Regions from separate parts of the Mus musculus genome. Here region 2 is linked to region 1. The links are chromatin contacts, called in public promoter capture Hi-C maps. All regions are on one chromosome and are shown on one strand. Each heading gives the region's core, a stretch centred on a gene start, on an enhancer-like site or on the middle of the called end of the contact. The rest is flanking DNA. Distances are from core to core; before and after follow the strand shown. Region 1 overlaps Spns2 (spinster homolog 2). Region 2 holds the start of Ankfy1 (ankyrin repeat and FYVE domain containing 1).

Evidence for each region. Promoter capture Hi-C pulls out the DNA fragments that hold promoters and counts their contacts.
Region 2: a contact with region 1 is called in a promoter capture Hi-C map of pre-B cells. The contact joins the promoter of Ankfy1 here to the enhancer-like site in region 1. A contact is called at or near these places in 4 of 39 promoter capture datasets (the C10 cell line, cranial neural crest, liver and 1 more), 1 of 115 datasets of contacts at active chromatin or transcription factors (extraembryonic endoderm stem cells) and 3 of 9 other capture datasets (adipose tissue, liver and pancreatic islet).

The regions. Positions count from the first base shown.
Region 1 is chr11:72,464,896-72,468,614 of GRCm38.p6, forward strand. All of the region lies in intron 2 of Spns2 (spinster homolog 2), which reads right to left. Among named protein-coding and RNA genes, the nearest start is that of Gm40194, 9.4 kb to the left of the region's middle. Within about 2 kb of position 2,391, at least 162 of the 459 cell types and tissues checked have an H3K27ac peak or open chromatin away from gene starts, as enhancers often do. A contact at or near this core is called in adipose tissue, extraembryonic endoderm stem cells, liver and 2 more, where this site is marked.
Region 2 is chr11:72,688,706-72,692,158 of GRCm38.p6, forward strand. Ankfy1 (ankyrin repeat and FYVE domain containing 1) reads left to right here and starts at 1,297. Exons shown (of 25, transcript NM_009671.5): 1 at 1,297-1,329. The coding sequence starts at 1,320.

The DNA.
Region 1 (3,719 bases), core at 1,141-3,640:
TCACTCAGCCACCCTCACGCCCAGCAGGCTGCAGAAGCTATCCTGAATATTGGAAACCCTGCCATTCACTTGGTCACTCATGCATGCATTGATTCATTCCACAAATTAGGGGGAGGGGCATGCTTAGTCACTGTCCTATTGTGAAGAGACACTATGACAAAGGGAAATTATAAAAGAAAGCATTTGATTGGGGATTTCCTTACAGTTTAGAGGGTGAGGTTCATGATCATCCTGGTGGGGAGGGTGGCGGCAGGCAGGCAAGCATGTTGCTGGAGCAGTAGCTGAGAGCTTTCATCTTACCCGAAAGCTGGAGGCAGACAGCAAGCTAACTGGGATGGAGTGGGCTTTTGAAACCTCAAGGCCAATCCCCATGAAACGCCTTCTCTAACAAAGCCACACCCCTGAGTCCTTTCCTTCTGCCAACTAGGAACCAAGCATTCAAATCTATGAGCCTGTGGAGACCATCCTCATTGAAACCATCACACACTTAGGAATTGCCCTGGCCATGGTGTTTCTTCCCAGCAACAGAAAAGTAACTAAAACAGGGCATCTGCAACATACTAACATACGTTAGGTGCTTGGGATTCATGGGTAGATAAACAGGAGATTCCTGCCTTCCCGGAACTTAATGATCTAAGGAAGAAAGGCACATAAATAACAAAATAGTAGTAATAATTAACACGCTGTATGAGGAATATTAAGCAGGTACAGGAGATGTATAGATATATGAAATGTATGTGAAGAGATACGTGTATGAAGGACCACAGCCTGGAGGAAGGAGTGGCAAGAAGCAGCTGCTGATAGATGCATGAGGAAGATGAGGCTTTCCGCAGAAACAGAAAGCCAGGAGAAACTGAAGCTCAGGAGCTGAGCGCACAGGGACGATCCTGCAGCCTCGGGTGGAATCTGGCAAAAACCAAGCCATTTCTGTGACCGAGGTGAGGTTGATGCATTGGCCATTCCTGTTCGAACATCTCTGCCAAACATCTCTGCTGCTCTGTACAGCCAGAGTCCAGTGTTGCCTTAGAGTATGATAGACATTATCATAAAATTTTATTGAGAATACATGTATGAGAGAGAAGACAGATCATACAGTATTAAATAGAAGAGACGGTGACATTTCAACTCAGCAAAGACCTGCAGGAGACAAGGAAACAGTCATAGAAGTACCGGGGAAAGGAGAGCTAGAGTGCACTTGGTGTGTTTGCGGGGCGTGAAAGAGGCCAGAGTGTCTGAAGCAAAGTGACGGAGGGGGAAGGGTGGAAGACAAGGCTAAGAGGCCAGATGGAGTGGGATCCTCACGGGGAAGGCAGGAGATGCTGAACAAAGAACTAATGACCTGGTTTGGCTCTGCTGGGACAAGAGCACAGTAATGTTCAGGGACTTGGGAGAGAATGCCACTGTTGATGATGGGAGGGGTTGGTGTTCTAGGTGAGATACAGAGATCCAGGTAGAATAGAGGCCAACTACACAGACAGGGAGTCCCCTCTGTCTCATGGAAGGCAGTCCCACTGCCAGTAGGCAGATGGCCAGACAACACTGACCTCTGTACGCTAGGTTCATGTGTATGTGGTTTAGCAGCCTCTGGGGAGACAGTATTTAGGGGGAGGAGCAATGACGAGAGGAAGGGCGTGAGCAGGGCAAAGTGGGTTGCTCAGAGTAGCATGAAGGGTTCTTTTCTCCGCTAGACTTGAAAACACAGGAGAGGGGACCTGGTAATTCAGGTCTGTGACTTAAGCTTTGGGCAGAATCAGTCCTTGCGCCATAGGGTTCAACCCCAGCTCTGCACCTTCTTAGGTAGGCTCCTTTGCCAGGTCACATCTCTGTCATTGTCAGCCTCATTGATGTGCTGGTAAATGTGTAGAAACAGGTTCTCTAAAAAGGGACAGAGGAGGGGCCCCACGATGCCTGGGGGTTGTGCATCTCCACAGTATAAACACTCTACCCGGCTGAGGCCAAGTCACCTAAGAGATGTGAAGCTCAGAGCTTAGTACCTTGTTCAGTCATAGGCGTTTCCACCATTCAGATAAAAGGAGTTTACCTTAAGCACACTGATAATGTCTTGATGTAAGAAAGTAATTAGGAAGCGATGACTTCTGAGAATTTATCAGCTTCTTTCAGTACAGATCACTCAGTTGTAAGTTTATTATGATTTAGTTCTAACAATGGCTGTGTCTAACAATCGGCTCACACAATTCCTAAAAATTTAACAATCGACTCTCATGAGCCACTCTAAGCCAGCTCCCCACGCCAACTTCCTCATCTGTAAAATGAAGATAAAAATAGCTGCTGCTCTGGTGGCTTGAGTATTGGATGAGACAGTGTGGGGGAAGGTGCTTCATGCCCTGCCCTCCGAGGCGCAGGCTGGGTCAACAAGGCTCGTGTTTACATTAGCCAGGGCCAGTATTATTTCCTTACATCTACAGAAAGAATGCTTTCTTGTCAGCTCTGCCTCCTAAGACCTGCCCAAGATCAGATCAGGATGTGGACGAGGAAAAGCTTAGTCTCAAAGGGCTTACACATGTTTAGAGGGGAAGAGGAACAACTGCCTTCTGTATGCCAGTCTGAACTGGGTGGGGAGTGGGCAGAGACAATCTGAGTAGGCAGTGCCTCTTGTCTAGCCAAAGTGCAGGTCCTACCATGAATTGCACAGCTTGATGTACTTAAAGCCTGTGAATCAGTAAGGGTCACCAAATCCTGCTAATGTCAAAGTGGGTAATGAAACGTGCCTAGGAGTTCACCATGATGACAACACATGCACACACACACACACACACACACACACACACACACCACTCTCTCGCTCCCCCTCACACTATCTCTCACACACAGTCACACACACGCACACATGCACACATACTCTCACACACACGCACACACACTCTCACACACACACATTATCTCTCATACACAGTCACACACATGCACACATGCACACATACTCTCTCACACAACACACGAACACACACATACTCTCTCACACACACATACTCTCTCACATACATACTCACACACACATGCACACACACATACTCTCTCACACACTCACACACACATACTCTCACACACACACATACTCTCTCACACACATTCTCTCACACACACACACTATCTCTTACACACAGTCACACATACTCTCACACACACACGCACACACACTCTCTCTCTCACACACACACACACAAGCACACACACATACTCTCACACACACTGACACACACACACACACACACACAGAGGCACGCACACACTGTCACAGGCACGCGCACACTGTCACATTCACACACACATTATATAAATTTCAAGTCTTCTAATCATATTGTACGATGGTTAATGAAGCACGATGCTTATTGTTAATAACGCCTGCAGTTGTCACTGATGGATCAGTTATGACAGACCAGGCCCTGGACACACACTTGGCACATGCATTCATCATTTCTGTCGATTCTCTCTCTAACTTCATCTTACAGAGAAGATGACCCAGCTGAAAGAAGTGATGTCACAGGGCAACTGTATGTCTGAGTCAAAATTAAACTGTAGTTTAGCTGACTCTGAAGCCCTCGCTTTAAATCATATCACTTGATGCTAGACTGGGAAGAGGATGGTCCCCACAGACGCCCCTGACGTCAGAGAATATTCATGCTATACTGGGAACAGCAGGAGATGGGTCAGGCTGCAGCGTGAGAAGGCCACAGGGGGACACACGTCCCTAGAGACCA
Region 2 (3,453 bases), core at 47-2,546, 220 kb after region 1:
AAGATCTCAAAAACTCATTTGACACACCTATGAACCATCCTCAGCAAGGCAGTGAAGCTTTGAGCTCAGGCACTTCTATTGAAACTAACAAATATTGTTTCTTTAATCACATGTCGCTTATCCAGGGCCACTACTTTAACACTGCCCTGTTATTTCCTTCACTACTGTAGTCTGCTACAATCGGAACATCAGTTTTTAGTACATAATTATCCTTAATGTATTTAAGTGTCCTTCTCTTCCATTTTCTAAGTGTTTTTCAGCCAGGGTCGTCCCCTTTTCAAAATTTTAACCATTGCCCTTACATTTTTATAATCTGAACTCAATCCCTTCATTATTCCATTTCATTGCCCTCTAATGCTTTCTTTAACTGTGGCAGATCTTCCTAAAATCTTAACTGTTCTCTAAGTCACTACTTAACTGTTGATGCATTATTTCTATTCTCCTTTGTTGACCTGGAGGCTTCAGGTGTGCTAAGTACATATTCGTTACCCGGGCCAAGAAAAAGTATTTATGTCAAGTGTGGTGGCACTTGCCTTTAATCGCAGCACTCCAGGCAGAGGCACTAGGGTCTCTTATCAGTGTCAGGCCAGCCTGGTCTACATAGTAAGTTCCAGAACAGCCAGGATTATGTAGAGAAACCCTGTCTCAATTCCCCACTCTACCTACTCCACAGCCAAAAAAGGCATACTATCTAGGATTGTCAGCCCTCTATTTTGCTATTATAAAAATCATCTAATCATTCTCACATTCACAAAAGGTTTAAGCTCCTGGTTTACAATCTGAATTCCTTCTCCATGGCCTTGTCAACCGTTATTAGCTCCTAGTGTTATTTGGCTTTGCCACTTTGACCTCAGGGATCTCACAATTTTGCTTACATAAAATTGTATAGAGATTTGCAGTTTTTGCGACCCCTATATTTGTAACCAGTGTGTTTGCCTGTTTGATAACCCAAGTTGTCTGGTTTTAGCCATAAAAATTCCCAAAGCCCTGGAGAAATGCTATCATTTAAGTATTAGGACAGCGTCCCACGTGGTTACAAAGTAACTTAAAGATCCGCAGTCCCTGCCTCAGAATAGTCCATGTTTGCTCTACCCTGACGATCGCCTGGAGTACGAGATAGCCCAGTCCGCGCTTGTCAAACCTTCCAAAACGAAGTGGGACTCGGACCTCCCGCCTAGAGCAACTTCCCGCTCCACTTTCATTCACCCCTTGTCTGCTCTGGCTCCTCCCTTTGCCACGCCTCCATCCATTCTCGCGAGACTTGATGATTCCCTTGCGCCGGCATTTATCGCGAGGCTGTAGGCAGGGCCGGGCCCGACATGGCGGAAGGTAGGTTTTTTGTGGGGTGGCACGGGAAGACGCGAAGCAATAGGGGTACCACTGGCCGGGCACAGAAGCCCCTGGAAGGGTTGTCCGGCTGTGGTCGTACGGTGCATCACGTGTCTCGCGAGCCTTCCTATGTAGCGTTTCGGGGCTCCCCGGGCCGGGGTTCTCAGCGCCGTTCCTATGGCAACGCCCCTCCTGCAGTCTGTCTTCACTCGTCACCCCCCGCCCCCAACCCCGATCCCGGTAGTCTCAGAACGAGAAAGGGGTCGGGTCCTGGGAGCGAATGCACCCGCGGGACTCGAGAAAGCTGTAGAGGAGCTTCTTGTGCCAGCCATGCTGGAACGGGGAGGGAAGTGCCCCTCTCCTTAGGAAATCGAAACTGCTGTCATGGCAGGTCCTGCATCCGGAAGGGTGCATCTCTTGCCTGCGGAAGAGCTTGGGACTCTTCCTTGGAAGAGCCGGGACTGCAGCTGGACGACGGGCTTCTTGGGCGTGCGCTGTAATAGTCTTTAAGCTTTTTGGCAGCCCTAGCAAATGTGGGCACGCTCAGATTCTCTGAGGTTTACAAAGGGGCAAAAGGAGATGTTTCCTCAGTAAGGAAGTTGACCAAGGTCACACTGCTTGAAAGAGGTGTGCTAAAGCCAGGCTTCGGTTCCTTTACCTCCTGCTTTAGTCCTTCGTCTCTTTTTTAGTACTTTACGACATTGCAGGTAAAGGCATCCGGTTTCTCAGGTGCAGCCTCCCTTAAGGAATAATGTTAGGATCTTTGCTTGCCATAGCTTTACTGTATGAGTTGGGGTGAAAGCCCTGAGATAGTGAGTTACCTAGTAGTGATCAGACAATATTAGACCTGGCCGGTGTGCTTCTCCTGTGTACCCCATTGTTGGAGAAAAATACTTCTTGTTGGACTTTGTTGAGTGGCTGAAGATTTACTTGATCTAGACCTGGCCTATTTTGTTTTTGTCTTTTGTTTGTATTTTTTGGTAAGTGTTGATTAAACTCATCATTTCTTGATCTGAGATTTGGGTAGTGTGACAGTTTGTGTAGTCTTCTCAGATTTGAATTAGGTTTAAGAGTGACACGAAGTAGGCCTGCCAGGTGTGTTATTTGCCCTTTATAGTTAAGTGAACTGAGGCCAGATTCATGGCTGGGACTGGATTCTGTTTTCATTTTTACTTTTTCTATCTGTTAAACACCTTGGAGGTGGTGAACATTGTCCAACAGAGGAGGAGAAAGCGAAGTGACTGAAAGTGCTGGGTGTGGTGATGTATGCCTGCCTGCTTGTAGTTCCTTCATTCAGCACTTGGAAGGATCTGGAATTTAGGGTCATTCACAGCCTACCTGGAGTGCATGAAACCCTGTTCAAAAAATGAACTAGATGATTTTGCACACCACGGAATGTTGTGTACCTGTTGCTCAGCAGCGAGGTTTGGGAGGAAGGTTCAGGAAGGCACGATGTGAGATCGTGAGCAGTGTAGAGCCTTTAAGAAGGAATCTGCGTGTTGGGGAAATGCATGACCAAGTTTCAGGTCGTGGAGGAGGGAGTTTCTCAGTCCGTAGTTGTATTGAGAACTTAATTGTGTTTGTGCTCAGGTTCCAGTTGTGGGGAATTCATACAGGCCAAGGTTAGTACACTGCGTGTTTACTTTTGGTTGCCTTGAGGTGATTAGAAACATCTATCTAGCCAGAGGACAATACACCTTAAGGACAAACCAAACATTTTTCCAGGATTAATCGGATGGAGGGATGAGGTGATCGGGAGATGATAGTCTCTGACCTCAGTCTACCCTAGCTACACTCCAGATTCCTAAGTCCCAGTGAAGACTGTTGAAAATGATGTTGCAGAACTCAACTAGGAAAATTTGAGGAATGGCAAGAAAAACAAAATTACTAAAGATATTTTGTTTCTTATGTTGGCATGTGTTTTTGTTTGGTTTGGTTCTGCTGCTGCTTGTCAGAGCCAGCTGCTGTTCAGAGATAGTCATAAACAAAAATAGCAAATTTTTGTGGAATTAAATTTGAAGATTATTTGTCAGCATACTCTGGAAACGTTCCTGGTAATTGGCTGTTTGGTTCAGGTTTGGGAATTAGTGCTGAGGAATGGCAAGCAGGACCTGAGACACCATG